Regions from separate parts of the Mus musculus genome. Here all the other regions are linked to region 1. The links are chromatin contacts, called in public Micro-C and promoter capture Hi-C maps. All regions are on one chromosome and are shown on one strand. Each heading gives the region's core, a stretch centred on a gene start, on an enhancer-like site or on the middle of the called end of the contact. The rest is flanking DNA. Distances are from core to core; before and after follow the strand shown.

The links. Promoter capture Hi-C pulls out the DNA fragments that hold promoters and counts their contacts. A called contact is a pair of places that touch in the nucleus more often than the background predicts.
Region 2: a promoter capture Hi-C map of hippocampal neurons shows a contact between it and region 1, with 6 times the contacts expected there. The contact joins the enhancer-like site here to the promoter of Prickle1 in region 1. A contact is called at or near these places in 11 of 39 promoter capture datasets (the 3T3-L1 cell line, 3T3-L1-derived adipocytes, cranial neural crest and 8 more), 1 of 15 datasets of contacts at CTCF or cohesin (the NIH/3T3 cell line), 5 of 484 Hi-C or Micro-C datasets (the P5424 cell line, cerebral cortex, embryonic fibroblasts and 2 more), 13 of 115 datasets of contacts at active chromatin or transcription factors (the NIH/3T3 cell line, the SCID.adh cell line, T-cell acute lymphoblastic leukemia and 10 more) and 1 of 9 other capture datasets (embryonic stem cells).
Region 3: a contact with region 1 is called in a Micro-C map of embryonic stem cells, with 5 times the contacts expected there. The contact joins the promoter of Yaf2 here to the promoter of Prickle1 in region 1. A contact is called at or near these places in 3 of 39 promoter capture datasets (embryonic stem cells, hippocampal neurons and liver), 14 of 484 Hi-C or Micro-C datasets (CD4 T cells, CD8 T cells, cerebral cortex and 8 more), 6 of 115 datasets of contacts at active chromatin or transcription factors (embryonic stem cells, extraembryonic endoderm stem cells, stem cell-derived neural progenitor cells and 1 more) and 1 of 9 other capture datasets (adipose tissue).

Annotation. Positions count from the first base shown.
Region 1 is chr15:93,594,199-93,598,381 of GRCm38.p6, forward strand. Prickle1 (prickle planar cell polarity protein 1) reads right to left here and starts at 1,704. Exons shown (of 8, transcript NM_001033217.5): 1 at 1,496-1,704.
Region 2 is chr15:93,894,912-93,899,094 of GRCm38.p6, forward strand. No RefSeq gene overlaps it. Among named protein-coding and RNA genes, the nearest start is that of 9430014N10Rik, 30 kb to the right of the region's middle. Within about 2 kb of position 2,255, at least 8 of the 459 cell types and tissues checked have an H3K27ac peak or open chromatin away from gene starts, as enhancers often do.
Region 3 is chr15:93,335,053-93,339,235 of GRCm38.p6, forward strand. It overlaps Yaf2 (YY1 associated factor 2), which reads right to left and starts at 1,883. Exons shown (of 4, transcript NM_024189.6): 1 at 1,705-1,883; 2 at 1,288-1,413. The coding sequence starts at 1,730.

The DNA.
Region 1 (4,183 bases), core at 454-2,953:
TAAATATTGTTCTAGGGAGAAAGGCTTGACAAACATTGCGTCATCCTTACGGAGCTGTCTTGATTAAAACAGAATTTTTAGATTAGGTTGGTCTTAATCTAAAAGTGTATCTATCTTGCTGTCAGGGTTTTTTTTGGTCCTCCCCCCCTTTCTATTCTAAAAACAGACATATTGTTAGGGATGGTCAAACACGGCTGACACCTCCCAAGGGGCCCGGTCCCACTCTTGGTAATAGAAGGCCTCCGAACACTGATACTTTACTGAGGATAATGGCGACAGCAAAGGCTTAGTCAGAAAAAGGCCAGTTGTCACCTAAGTGACAGGCAACAGCTGAGCTCACACATCTGGAGCTAGAGGAGGGCAAACCTTTGCAGCCCTCACTCTGTCTACACCTTGAGCCTGTCTGAAGAGACAGATGAAGTTTCTTTCGTCCGAAAGTACATTAAAAATATCTGATGGCGAACCATGTCAATTATATAACATCAGCGCAGACACTGCCTTCCCAAAGCGCTGATTAAAACCAGGCGGCAGACAGAACTGTTCAGGGACAGATAGGAGATACAATTTCATCAAGTATAATTTGTCATTCATAAAACCTACCCTAAAAGCCACAAATGCAACATTCTTTTTTTTTTTTTTTTTTTTTTTTTTTTTTTTTTTTTTTTTTTTTTTTTTTAAACAGCACAAGTGCACTTGGGCTCCGCCAGCGATTTTTACACATGCTCCTTTTAGGCCGGTTCGCGGTGCGTTCTTCTCCTTGATCCTGGCTGCAGTTCTGCCTCTGACACGTTTTAAAACCAGGAACCAAGTGCGTCAGGCTTAAGACTCTGAGTCCTACAGGGGCGGGCTGGGACTCAAAGCTGTGCCAGCCGTCCCCACGACCTCCCGGGTACACCCCCCGTCTTCAGTCTCCCGAACGCAATCTGTGGACAATTTTCCCAAAGTCCCAAAAATAACACGGCCCTGCCAATAGTCGTTGGCGATGCCGTTTGTTTTTCTTAGAGGGCAATGAAAACTCAACAGCTTTCTGCTGCATCCCGAGTCCCGCTCCTGCTAATTATTAACAGACCTAGTTTCTTCAACTTTTTCTGCCAGAAGGGAGGACGTCGCGGCTCCCCTCCTCTCCCACGGGCGAGCTGCGTGCAGAGCAGGGGTCTCCACCGAGGGCAGGCTGCGGCTGCCTCTCCAGGGCAGGCAGCCCTTCCCGGGCACGCTAGGCGCCTAGTCTCCCCGCCGACGCCAGTAGGTGACAGGCGATCCTCAGCCACTCACCCTCGCCTCCCCGATCTCGCGTGGCCGGGCTCCGGGCCATGCAGCTGGCCTCGGCGCAGGGGGAACCTGGCTGCCACGCAGCACGAGGGGGCCGTGTGCCCAGCCTCTAGGCAGCCACAGCCCAGCAGCTCTTCTCGTGCGGTCCCCGCGCTCCCAAACCGCCGGACGTCCCACCCCGCGCCGTGACAACGCGGCCCGAGCCGCGGCGCCCCTCGCCACTCACCCCACGCGCGAGAGGCGGCCGCGCGGTCCTCGGCGGTGGCGTTGAGAGCTGCGGTCCTCCGCGTCAGGCGCGCTCCCGCGTGCGCAGCCCCGGGAGCGTCCGCAGCCGGGCCCGTAGCGCTGCGGCCGCGCGGTCCAGGTCAGCGCAGGCGGCGCGGGGCTTGCAAGGTGGTGGCGGCTCCCGGGCCGCTGCTCGGCTGCAGGCGGAGTGCGCGCTCCAGTCCCGGCCGCTGCAGAGCACCCGCCCCCGGCCGTCGCGCCGGCGCCAGCGAAATCCCGGAGCGCGGACGCAGGGGATCCAGGCGGCTCTGCGCGCCCACGCGCACAGTGCGGGGCCGCGATCCCTCCCGCGAGGCAGCACCGGCCGGGCTGCGGTCTGCAGGCCCGCCAGTCTCCGCCCCGCCCCGCCTCCGATTCTGTGCCCTTTTTAATGCTGTTGCCCAGGTTCAGCCAATAATCCAGATGGATTGATTGCCAGATAGGAAAGGTGAAGGAGAGGAAAAGGCGAACCCAATTTCCTCTGATCAAACACTTTGATGGGGTCCCTATTAGGGTTCCCTTTCCTTTGGGGGCGTGTACAGAGGGCACGAGTTAATTAAACTCTGAATTCCTTCCGGAGCTCTCGCCTCTGATAAACCCACCTGGACTCGATCCTATTTTGTGTAATTCCCCAGACTGGCCTTACTTAAGTCAGCTCCACAGCCAAGGGGTGAGATTTCAGATCAGGAAGGCCAAAGTGATCGTTTCAAGGAAAAAGCCTGAGGGTTACAGCTGAGGACCCTCGAGGACCGCGGTGTCTGGGGCCAGGACCAAGTTAGCAGGGTGCACTAGATGCAGGGTCCAAAGCCTTCATTCCACCATGAGGATAATTTTTCATTGACCAAGCCACTCTCCGTGTTTTCACTGTACCCGGTTCCCAGGGCTGGGCTGGGCTGGGCTGTCAGGCTCAGTCGCCCACGGTCAACAGGGACTCTGGCTGTTTCAAAGTTCTGCCCTGACATTTGCAGGGCCCCTTAAACCTTATCCTCTTACCTTCTCTACTCCCGGATCTGTGGAATGGACACTATGATCCCATATCTCAGAGGGCAGAGCCCACTGCAGCTGGTAATGACAACTTGACATGTGTCCCTACAAAGCTGGACCTTTGTGGACCTCCCTATGTCTTCTAAACCTTCCAAGATGCTGAAAGAAGCATCCTCCAGGACGAGAAGGCTTTGAGTGTTGCGAGTAGAGAGGATGACCTTGATTGATGGATTTGTATCTCTTTGAGGATAACCAAAGCTGACCGACCATTTTAGGACTTTCTCTGGTAGCAAGCATTTTCCATTTCTTTGGTGGCGAAGCAAAGAGAGCTTCGTTAAAAATGAAGCCAATGGATTACGAAGATGTAAAGTGACGATAACTAAAGTCAAACGAGGGAGCTCCAAAGCTAGAGTCTGTTTTCCTCACCTCTTACTCCTCAGTCGGTTAACATCCTGGATGCTACTGACTGGCACAGGCTGCTGCTATTGAAACCCTCTCCCTCGTGACCCAAGCCTTTTCGCTCCTCAGCATTTCCTTGGCCTTGGCCTTTAAAGTTGTATCTCTTCATCTTGTCCGTACAAATACTTCTTTTAAGCTATAAGCATGGAGATACTAACTAACCTTTCTGCCGGAGAAAACCGGCAAAAAATTGACTCATTTCATGTCTAGACATAGTGGAAAATTAGTACTTTTAAAGGGCGAATTCTACTGTCTTTATTAACGTCTTGGATTTCTATGTTTTTTCCCCCTTAAAACTTCAAAGTACATTGGGTTTTCAAAAATTAAAAATTGAGCGATGTAGTGGGTTTATCAACACAGTCTCCTCCCTTCTGCGGCAGAGTAGGGTAGGAGAAGCTAGAGGAAAGGCTATACTGTGTAGCCTGCACTTGGACCTCCCTATTAAAAGGAGAACGTGTTCTGTATGTTATAGTATGACATGAGTGTGGTTGCAGAGGGCTTGCAGCTGTTATATCCCAGAAGCTCTCCTTAAAACTGAGCATCGATTATGAGATGTGGTGCAAACACATCATGCACGAGGATCCTCTCAAGAAGTGGTGACCTCTGTACTAGAAACAATGTACTAGAAACAAACATCTTTGTAGCCAACACTTGCTTTTCAAAGCAAGATGCTCAAGAAATGACTTGGGCAGTCCAAGGGATGGTCTGAGATGAGAGTAAACTGATTTTACATCCTAAGCCCCATCATTTACCAAACGGAGTCTAAAGGGGTGTCATTAGCATCAATGACCCTAAGTTCCTCCTTGGTAAAGAGGATGATACCCAAGTCCGAGAACTATCCAATTCCTGGGCTATTAGCCTGCAGACTTTATGGATGACGTCTCTAGATCACTTCTTTTCTCACTCATCTTCCCTTACTCCTGCCCCCATGCAAAACCCCACAAATTAGAAAAAAGGCACCCTTTTGTCAGTACTAGGGACCAAACACAGGGCCTCTTGCTTTCTAGGCAACTGAGCAAAACTTTCCTATTTTAAAGGTTGCACGGGCTGGCTTTGAAGAACCTGAGATCATCTCTCAGCCTCCCGAGTCACTATGGGTACGGGCGCACGCCACTATGCCTGGCATAAGAAAAGTAGGAGACCGTTTTGAAGTTTAGTGTATTAGGACTATATAGATGGCTCTGCAGTCAGGAGCATTTATTGCTCT
Region 2 (4,183 bases), core at 1,005-3,504, 300 kb after region 1:
GCTAATTATACTCCAGCTGTACTCCTTTAGGTCTCACAGAGCACCAAGCACTCCCTGCGTCAGGGCTTCACTGATGCTAGACTCTTGTCCAAAACGATGCTCTAAATCTCACCACTTCTCCGGGTTGTGTCCCAGTTGCTTTTTATCAGTACTGTCTTAAATTGACTTTTCCTGATCACAAAGTATAGATAACTTGCATTAATTTTGCTGTAGTTTGTCACCACTTATCAATGACTATGGATGAAACTGAGACCATACATACACCAGGCAAATACTGGACCACAGAGATATAACCCTGACCCTACAGCATTATCATATAGAATGTCTGCCATAATGTATCATTTGATACCCCGCTACAGTCATACCATATGGAACCTTCTCAGTAGTAGTCCAAGGAGGAAGGGTATTAGATCATGTTGAACCATCAACTTAGTTAGCCTGAAGCCTGTCAGATGGGATGAATATTGGAAGGTTAGTGAGGAGACAAATCAGTGGGAATGTAATTTTATCTATAAGACACAAACACTGTACCTAGCTCATCACACATGATCTAAGAATACGGACACACCACTTTAAGGAGGGAGTGCTTGAGAGTATGTTAGAAAGATTAACATATAACCATTGCTGTTTGAAATTATGTTTTTTTCCTATCGCCCATCCATTCTGGCTTTATAGAGCAGAGTTTATATGTTTCTATGGTTTTGGCAATCCATATGAATTTTAGAAAAAAATTATTAGTCACTTTACCTTTGTAGTTTAAAAAAAGATGCGTTACGATTCATTGTGTGTGTGTATGTGTTGGGGCATTATATGGACATGTATGCAGATGTTGTGGAGGTAACAGAAAAGGGTGTCAGATACATTGAACTTAGAGTACACACACACACACACACACACTCATACACACACAAATACATACATACACTCATACACATACACACAAGCTCACTCTCTCACACACACATACTCACACATACTAATACATACATACACACACACATACTTACACAAACAAATACATACATACACTCACACACATGCATACTTACTCACTCTCACGCACACACTCTCACACACATACATACACTCACATACACGTACATACACACACATACATACACACATACACACACACTCATACACACACTCACACTCATATACACACATACACACACACCCTCACACACATACTCACACACACATATACTCACACACATACATACTCACACACACACACACACACACACGCAGCACACGCAGCACAGACTCACTTTGGCAACTGAGGGAGGATGAAGGATTATTTCTGTTTCCGTAGAGAATCACTGAGCAACAGGTAAGAGTTAAGTCAGGCTCTGTAACGGAACTTTTGAAAATCACGGCAGAATAAAAAGCCAAGGGTGGCAAAGCACCCAACAAGGGTGGCCAACAGGTAGAGGGAAGTTTTCTGAGTGCAGTGAGGCACATGTGTGGCACGCACAGGCCGCCGCATCTGGAGCTCTTTGCCCAAGTTGCTGTGCAGAGAAGGGAGTGGCCTGCATCCTGGCTGACAGGTTCTCCGAGTGTCACTCACCCGTAGGTCAGCTGACCCAGGCATGGGAGACCTCTGCCAAGAGTGCAGAGCTGAAATGACCCCCAGAAGTAGTATATCAAGAAGCTTGGGAATCTTAATTTAGGGATGTCTCTCCCCAAAATATACCGGAGGCCATATTCAAACGCTTATTTATGGAATTTTATAGGAAAGCATTGCTCTACCACATATGCTACTATTTCAAGGCTGCCGATCTAAGCTCATTTACAAAGCTTAGAAAAACCAGAGATTTGAAAGTATTTCACATCTGTTTTCCTTAAAATAAATGGATGACAGAGGGATTAGTTTTTCCTTTTGAGTTATTCATCAGAGTCTGCAGCAGGAAGAAATGGTTCTGATTTTTGCACAAGGAAAGCAAAAATGTATTCCCTCTCCTACTCTGGACCTTCAGTTAAAACTCTCCAAAAAGACACCAGGTCTTGTCCACCAAGCCAGCTCTAGGTTCCCATTGCTTCAGCGTAAGCAGGTGAGTCTGTCTCCCCAGAAGCCCGGATCCAATGCTGGTCTTGAAATGAGAAAGGCTGACTTCCCCAGCCTTGGACTCCAGTCTTCTGCAGTGATGATCTGACTCGTTTGAGTCAATTGTGTATTTTTTTGCTTGTTACAAGCCAAGTTGGAAACTAAGTTCTGAGAACACAAAGTCAGCCGAGCAACTCCTCCCTCCCACCTAGAAGAGGCCTAATCCAGTGGGGAAGGAGGAAGACTACAGACATGTTGCAACACACCAGTCTCACACTAAAGAAGCCTTTTGTGTAAGTACAGGTAGAGGCCGGCTCCTAAGGCATGTATTTCTGGAGAATCCACTTTAGGGAAAGCCTTGTTCTGTAGCCACAGGAGAGACAATTGAACAAGAGAGAACCTTCCCTCTAGAGATCCAGTGGCCTCTGTGGGAGGAAAGTATAATGGTGAATCACTCAAATAGCTTATGACGTCTGCTCTAGGTCCTTAAAAGTTTTGTCTGCACATGTACATATATGTGCGATGCACACATGTATGTCTGTGTGCTCATGTGTGTATAAGCACATGCGTGTGTAGGAGGGCTCCGTGCTTGTGGAAGACTGAAGTTGATATTGAGTATCTTTCTATATCACTGTTCAACTTATTTTCTGAGGCAAGGTCTCTCACTGAACCTGGAGCTTGCCAACTCTGGCTACTCTAGACAGCCAGCTTAATCTAGAGGTACCATGTATCCGCTTACCAAGTGGTGGCATTACAGGTGGCTACCTGTCCTCTTTAGGTGTTTACTGCTGTGAGCAAATATGACCAAGCACAATTGGAGGGCTGAAGGGTTTGATTCGCTTCACAGATGACAGTCCATTATTGAGGGGAATCAGAGCAGGAAGCGAGACAGAGGTCACAGAAGGAGTGATGTACCTCTCATAGCTTGCCCAGTTGTATCAGTCCAGTCTGATGTGCTGCTAGAAAACTGCACAGAGAAGTCTGAGCAAAGTGTTGGGGGCCCACTGGCCTGAGACTGGAACGTTTGGGGCCCCTCAGGCTGAGAATGGCCTGGGGCTGGGGCTGGAAGTTCTTGGCTTAGCTCATCAGCAAAGGTAGCAATGGTTGTCTAGAAGCACACAGAGGCCTTCTATGGGAGACTTAGGTGGTTCAGCTCTGTAGGTGAAGGCCTTCTCCATATTCCTGATGACAATGGTAGATGAAAGAGACAATCCTTGCTTCCAAACTGTTTATTGGTTGTTGCAAATTGGATGTGTACCCATTTCTCAGGGTGGGTCAGAGTTTAAATACCTTTTGCAAGCAGGGATATCTGTGAAGAGATGCTTCTTGGCTAAACCCTCGGGGCTTCTAGGTACCTCATTAGCATGGAGGACCCTGTTTTGGGCTACGTGGCCTATGTAGGGAGTGTGGCATGAGCAGTGTTCCAGGCTAGGAATCTGGCAGGGAGTATCGGGGTACCCACAGTCTAGACTGTGTAACTGAGTTTCCGGGGTCTCAAACCCACTCTACCTTACCAAGTTTCCTAGCCCACATTAATATAGGCAACTCATTTCAAAACATATAGAACATTTGAACTATGAATATAATGCAAGACTGTTGCGGCCGGCCAGCAGCTCGCAATGTGAACGGTTCGACTGAGATGGCCACTCGAGCTAAGGGAGGAACTAGACGTGGAGAAAGAAGAAATGGAGCCAAGACAAGTTCATCCTGTTCAAAGCTCAATTTTACTAGTTCTGACATTCAGTTATAAAGGAAGGGGGAGGGAACCCGATTCTCGCCAACTGGTCTTGGGGTCCAGTAGCAGGGTGAACAAGTGTGTGGCTCCAAGCAGCAAAGCGGCACTGTCCAGCAGTGGGCGTGGCAGAACGAATGAGCAGGAAACTCCACCCCTGAGCCAGCAGGTTCCAGGCTGGGGGTGGGGAGGCTACACAAGACAAAGGACCTAAAAGAGTGAATGGACTTAAAATAATCACTGAAATTATAGCGATCGAAATTAAAAGGACAGTGAATTGTAGTCACTTAGACAAAGCTGAAGAGAGAATTAGTGACTAGGAAGTATTAATGATCAGGAAAACCTCTGAAGAAATGAAGAATGCAGCGAGAGAAAGAGATGCTATAGTATAAAGGAGAAACCAA
Region 3 (4,183 bases), core at 633-3,132, 260 kb before region 1:
TGCTCATTTACAAATACACATATATTATACACTAAGCCGTTTCCATCCTTATATAGACATATACACCGTGCTTTCCAAAACACTTAAAACGTGAGTCCAGAAATAGCAAGTAGTTTCTCTTTTTAGAATCTTTCCTTGAACTTAAAAGGGATTTAAAACCTTGCTTTTTAATAGACACCAAGAAATACTAAAAATATTGTATTCAATGTAAATGAGAATTCGTAGTAAAAACCTATTGAGATTTATGACAGGTATGTCAAAAACAACCAGTATTGTAGAAACAATAAAATCCTGACATGTCTCTACACTTACAATGTTAGTAAAATTCTATAAACTGAGTTTTTAAAAAAAAAACAGGATACATCATTTTTAGAAATAACTTTGACTATTTAGAATGTCAAAATTATACAGGCCCTCTGTTTCAAACAGAAAATTCCCCGTATTCTGTAATCATTTGTATTTGAATAGGCTTCATAGCAGCAAAATAAATGCCTTACTTAAATATTGCTACAAATCACTGTAGAAGTGGATTTAAAGGCGGCCTTCCCAAGGGAACTATGACCAAGTGGAGACAGATCAAGAATGCTACTGAGTTCGAATTTCCTAAATTTAACTCTTTTAAATGGTTTTTTTTTTTTTTTTTGGAAAGACAATTATAATACTATATGCCTACCATACAACAAATCCAGGGCCGGCAACAGACAAAGATCATGTCATCTCGTTTGTGTAAAAATATCCAGGCACTGGAGTAAAACTGCGTTGCTGGGTTCACCTCCCAACCAACTACTTAACTGTAAAAAATTATTACAGAAATAGAACAACAACAAAAAAAAACCCAGACGCGAAACCTTGGCCTGACCCTTTCCGGACATCCGTTACTAAGAAAGTTTAATCCATTACGATCCTACAAGCGATACTTTTTCCCCAGGGGGACCGAGTGACATCGCGGCCTTTCCTCCGTCCCCTCCCCCGCCCCGGCTCCCCGTCCCCGCCCCCTCCCCGCACACTAACACCACAATGCGACCAGCGATCACGGTCTCTGCGCCCGGCTGGGGAGGGGGCACCGCACCGGCCACGCATGGAACGGCACGGCACGGCAGCGGCCGGCGACCCCCATGGATAATTCATCCTCCGCAGCAGGCGCCACCGCCGCCGCCACCGAGCCCTCGCCGCCAGCCGCGGCTCAGCCGGGTCGCGCCCCACCGCGGCCGCCGCCTGGCTGGCCGCCCCGCCGTCCCGCGTCGCGCGGGGGGCCCCGCGGGGGATCCACGGGCGCGCCGGACTCACCGGGTGGAGGTGCCCTTCCGCACATCGCACATCATGCACTTGAAGGCCTCGGCGCTGTTCCGGAAGGTGCAGACACTGCAGTCCCAGTAGCCCTCATCCGAGGCGGGCTTCGGCTGCCGCTTCGGCCTGCAGGACACAACCGGACACGACGCAGCGCGGGGTCAGCCGCAGGCCGCGCCCGGCCCCGCGCCCCGCCCCGCCCGGCCCGCGACCCCCGCCCCGCCCGGCGCCGCGCGGGGGAGGGGAGCGCGGCCGCTGACCCCGGCCGCCATCGCGGCCCATTGTGGGCAGCCGCGCGCCCCGCCGCGCCGCGCCGCACCCCCTCTCCCCACACACACGCGCGCGCCCCGCGCCGCGCCGCTCCACGCCACGCCACGGGACCCCGGGCCGCGGGCGCTCCGCCGGCGGGCGCCCTACCTGGTGGGGCTCTTCTTGTCGCCCATGCTCGCTGCCGACGCGCGCCGGTCTGTCAGCGCCGGGGTGAGGGGCCGGCGGAAGCGCGGAGGCGAGGGGGCGGGGAAGGCCGCGCCGCGAGCTGCAGCCGCCGCCGCCGCCGTCGCCGCCGCCGCTGCCGCCGCCGCCGCCGGATCCCACGCAGCCTCCAGCTGTCGGGGAAACTCCTGCCTGCGCGCACGTGACCCGCGCCGGCCAACCAGCGGCCGCGCCGGAGACTTCAAACGCGGGGAGCGCGGCCCAGCACCGGCGGCGAGTTCGCGGCGCCGCCTCCCTCCAGCTCGCCCGCCCGCTGGCTGCCCCGGAGCGCTCCGGCCGTGGCTCGCACGCCCCGAAGGGCGCGATGGCAGGCGCCCGCAGACACGCGTGCGCCCGGCGCGGCGGGGACTGTCATCCTTCCTTCTGGGGAAGCGACCCAGAGGCTCGGGAGAGGTTCGGTGCCCTGCTCTAGCTTACATAATTCAAACGTGACGAAACCAGGGTCTGATCCGGTTTTAATTGCAGCGGCGTCCTCCTGGCCTCACGGGGCTCTGCAGTGGCTTGTTATAAAACGGACGCTCGTGAGCCTACGTAAGGCAGACGAGGTTGCTTGTGCCCTGGACACCACCTCCCCGAGTCTCCTTACTCCAGCCTGTCGGGGATACACACCTCGCCTGCTAGACCCAAACAGCCATCTCGCTGGTCCTTGAAGCTCTGCTTCCCACCTCGCCGATCTGGCGGGTACCCCACAACCAGAGTTAGCTTGACATCCCTCTGATCGAGGGGCGACTTTAGCATGCCAAGTCGGTGAACCGTCATCAGGAAAGCTGCCCCTGAAGAAAGGAGAGATGAAATCCATCCCTTCTCGGAGCCCTGCCTTCTTCTGCCTTATTTGGGTGTGCTGATGGAGGCGTTGTAGCCTCCGCATCAGGCTTAACTAACTGAAGGGGACCCAGTTCAGGCACTGCGTACTTAACAGTTGATCTGACTGTGTGGCTCCTGGGATACTATAAGGTTGTTTAGAAAATGTATCCAGCTGGGCCAGAGCAGGATGGAGCAAATTTTCATCATGATACTCAGAGTGAGATGGCAACTAAAAACTTGAGGAGTTAACTGTTTAGGAAGTCCTTAATATTTTGAACTATATCGTCTGTGGGTAATTGAAACAGGAAAGCAAAACTCCAGCAAAAGGGAGACTACTGTATTGATGTGTTACTTACCAAACAAGAGTTAATAACCAAACTGGAGGATGCTCTCCTTTTTATCATTGGGAATATGATATTAATTGGGGTAATTAAGAGGGAAATAGGCTTCAAGCTTCTGAGAAAAGAAAGTCAAAATGAATTATAGCAGAACGGGTGGGAGTATACAGCTCAGAGATGGAGCACTTGCACAAGGCACTGAGTTACTAGAAATTTGGAAAAGCATTTAAAAGATTGTTTTATGTGGGGTTTGCTTGGGTGCTTAGTATTACTTTATTTTTGCAGAATAGAGAGTCTGACTTAGTTGAGTGTAAAAGTTATATATTAGAGGTTGCGTTAATTTTCCAAGATAAAAGAGGCTGAGTGGTTTATGCAATGGAAATGTTTTTTCCCATAATACTGGAGGCTCCGAGTAGAAGATAAAGATGTCAGGGCTGCTTTCATCCAAGGCTCCACTTTGCTTGCAGATAGCCATCTACCTAGGTCCCACCTTCAAAGGGACATCTTTGTATGTGAGTGCCTGTATCCTAATCTCTTTTTATCACTTCTGCCTATGCCATGCTCTCTTATAAGGACGTCACTCATTGGATTAGCACCTACATTAATGATCTCTCTCTCTCTCTCTCTCCTTATATAGGCATCGGTGTTTCTCCTCCATGTATGACTGCGTGCGTGTGATGGTGTTGAGTCCCCTGGAACTAGAGTTACAGTTTTTTGTTGTTGTTGTTGTTGTTTGGTTTTTCGAGACAGGGTTTCTCTGTATAACCCTGGCTGTCCTGGAACTCACTTTGTAGACCAGGCTGGCCTCGAACTCAGAAATCTGCCTGCCTCTGCCTCCCCAGTGCTGGGATTAAAGGCATGTGCCACCACCGCCCGGCTTAGAGTTACAGTTTTAACCCACCATGTGGATGCTGAGAATTGAACCAGGATCCTCTGGAAGCACAGTCAGTGCGTTTAACCGCCGATCCATCTCACCAGCCGCCTGATGACCTCATTTTAATTACCTCTTTAAAGAGAAGCAGAAAGGGCTTCCCAACCATCTGTAATGAGACCTAGTACAGTGTACTCAGATACATAAAGTAAATAAATCTTTAAAAGATGGGGGGGCAAGAAGAGGGGTGGAAGCAGACAGCAGAGAAGCAATCCCGTTGGGCCAGCTCTGTTCTGCTCTGTTGCCTCTACTGCAGAGCCTCCGGGACTATACCTGTCAATGAGAGAACCTGTGTCTAGCATCTACACACCATCCTTTCTGTAGTTCCCCA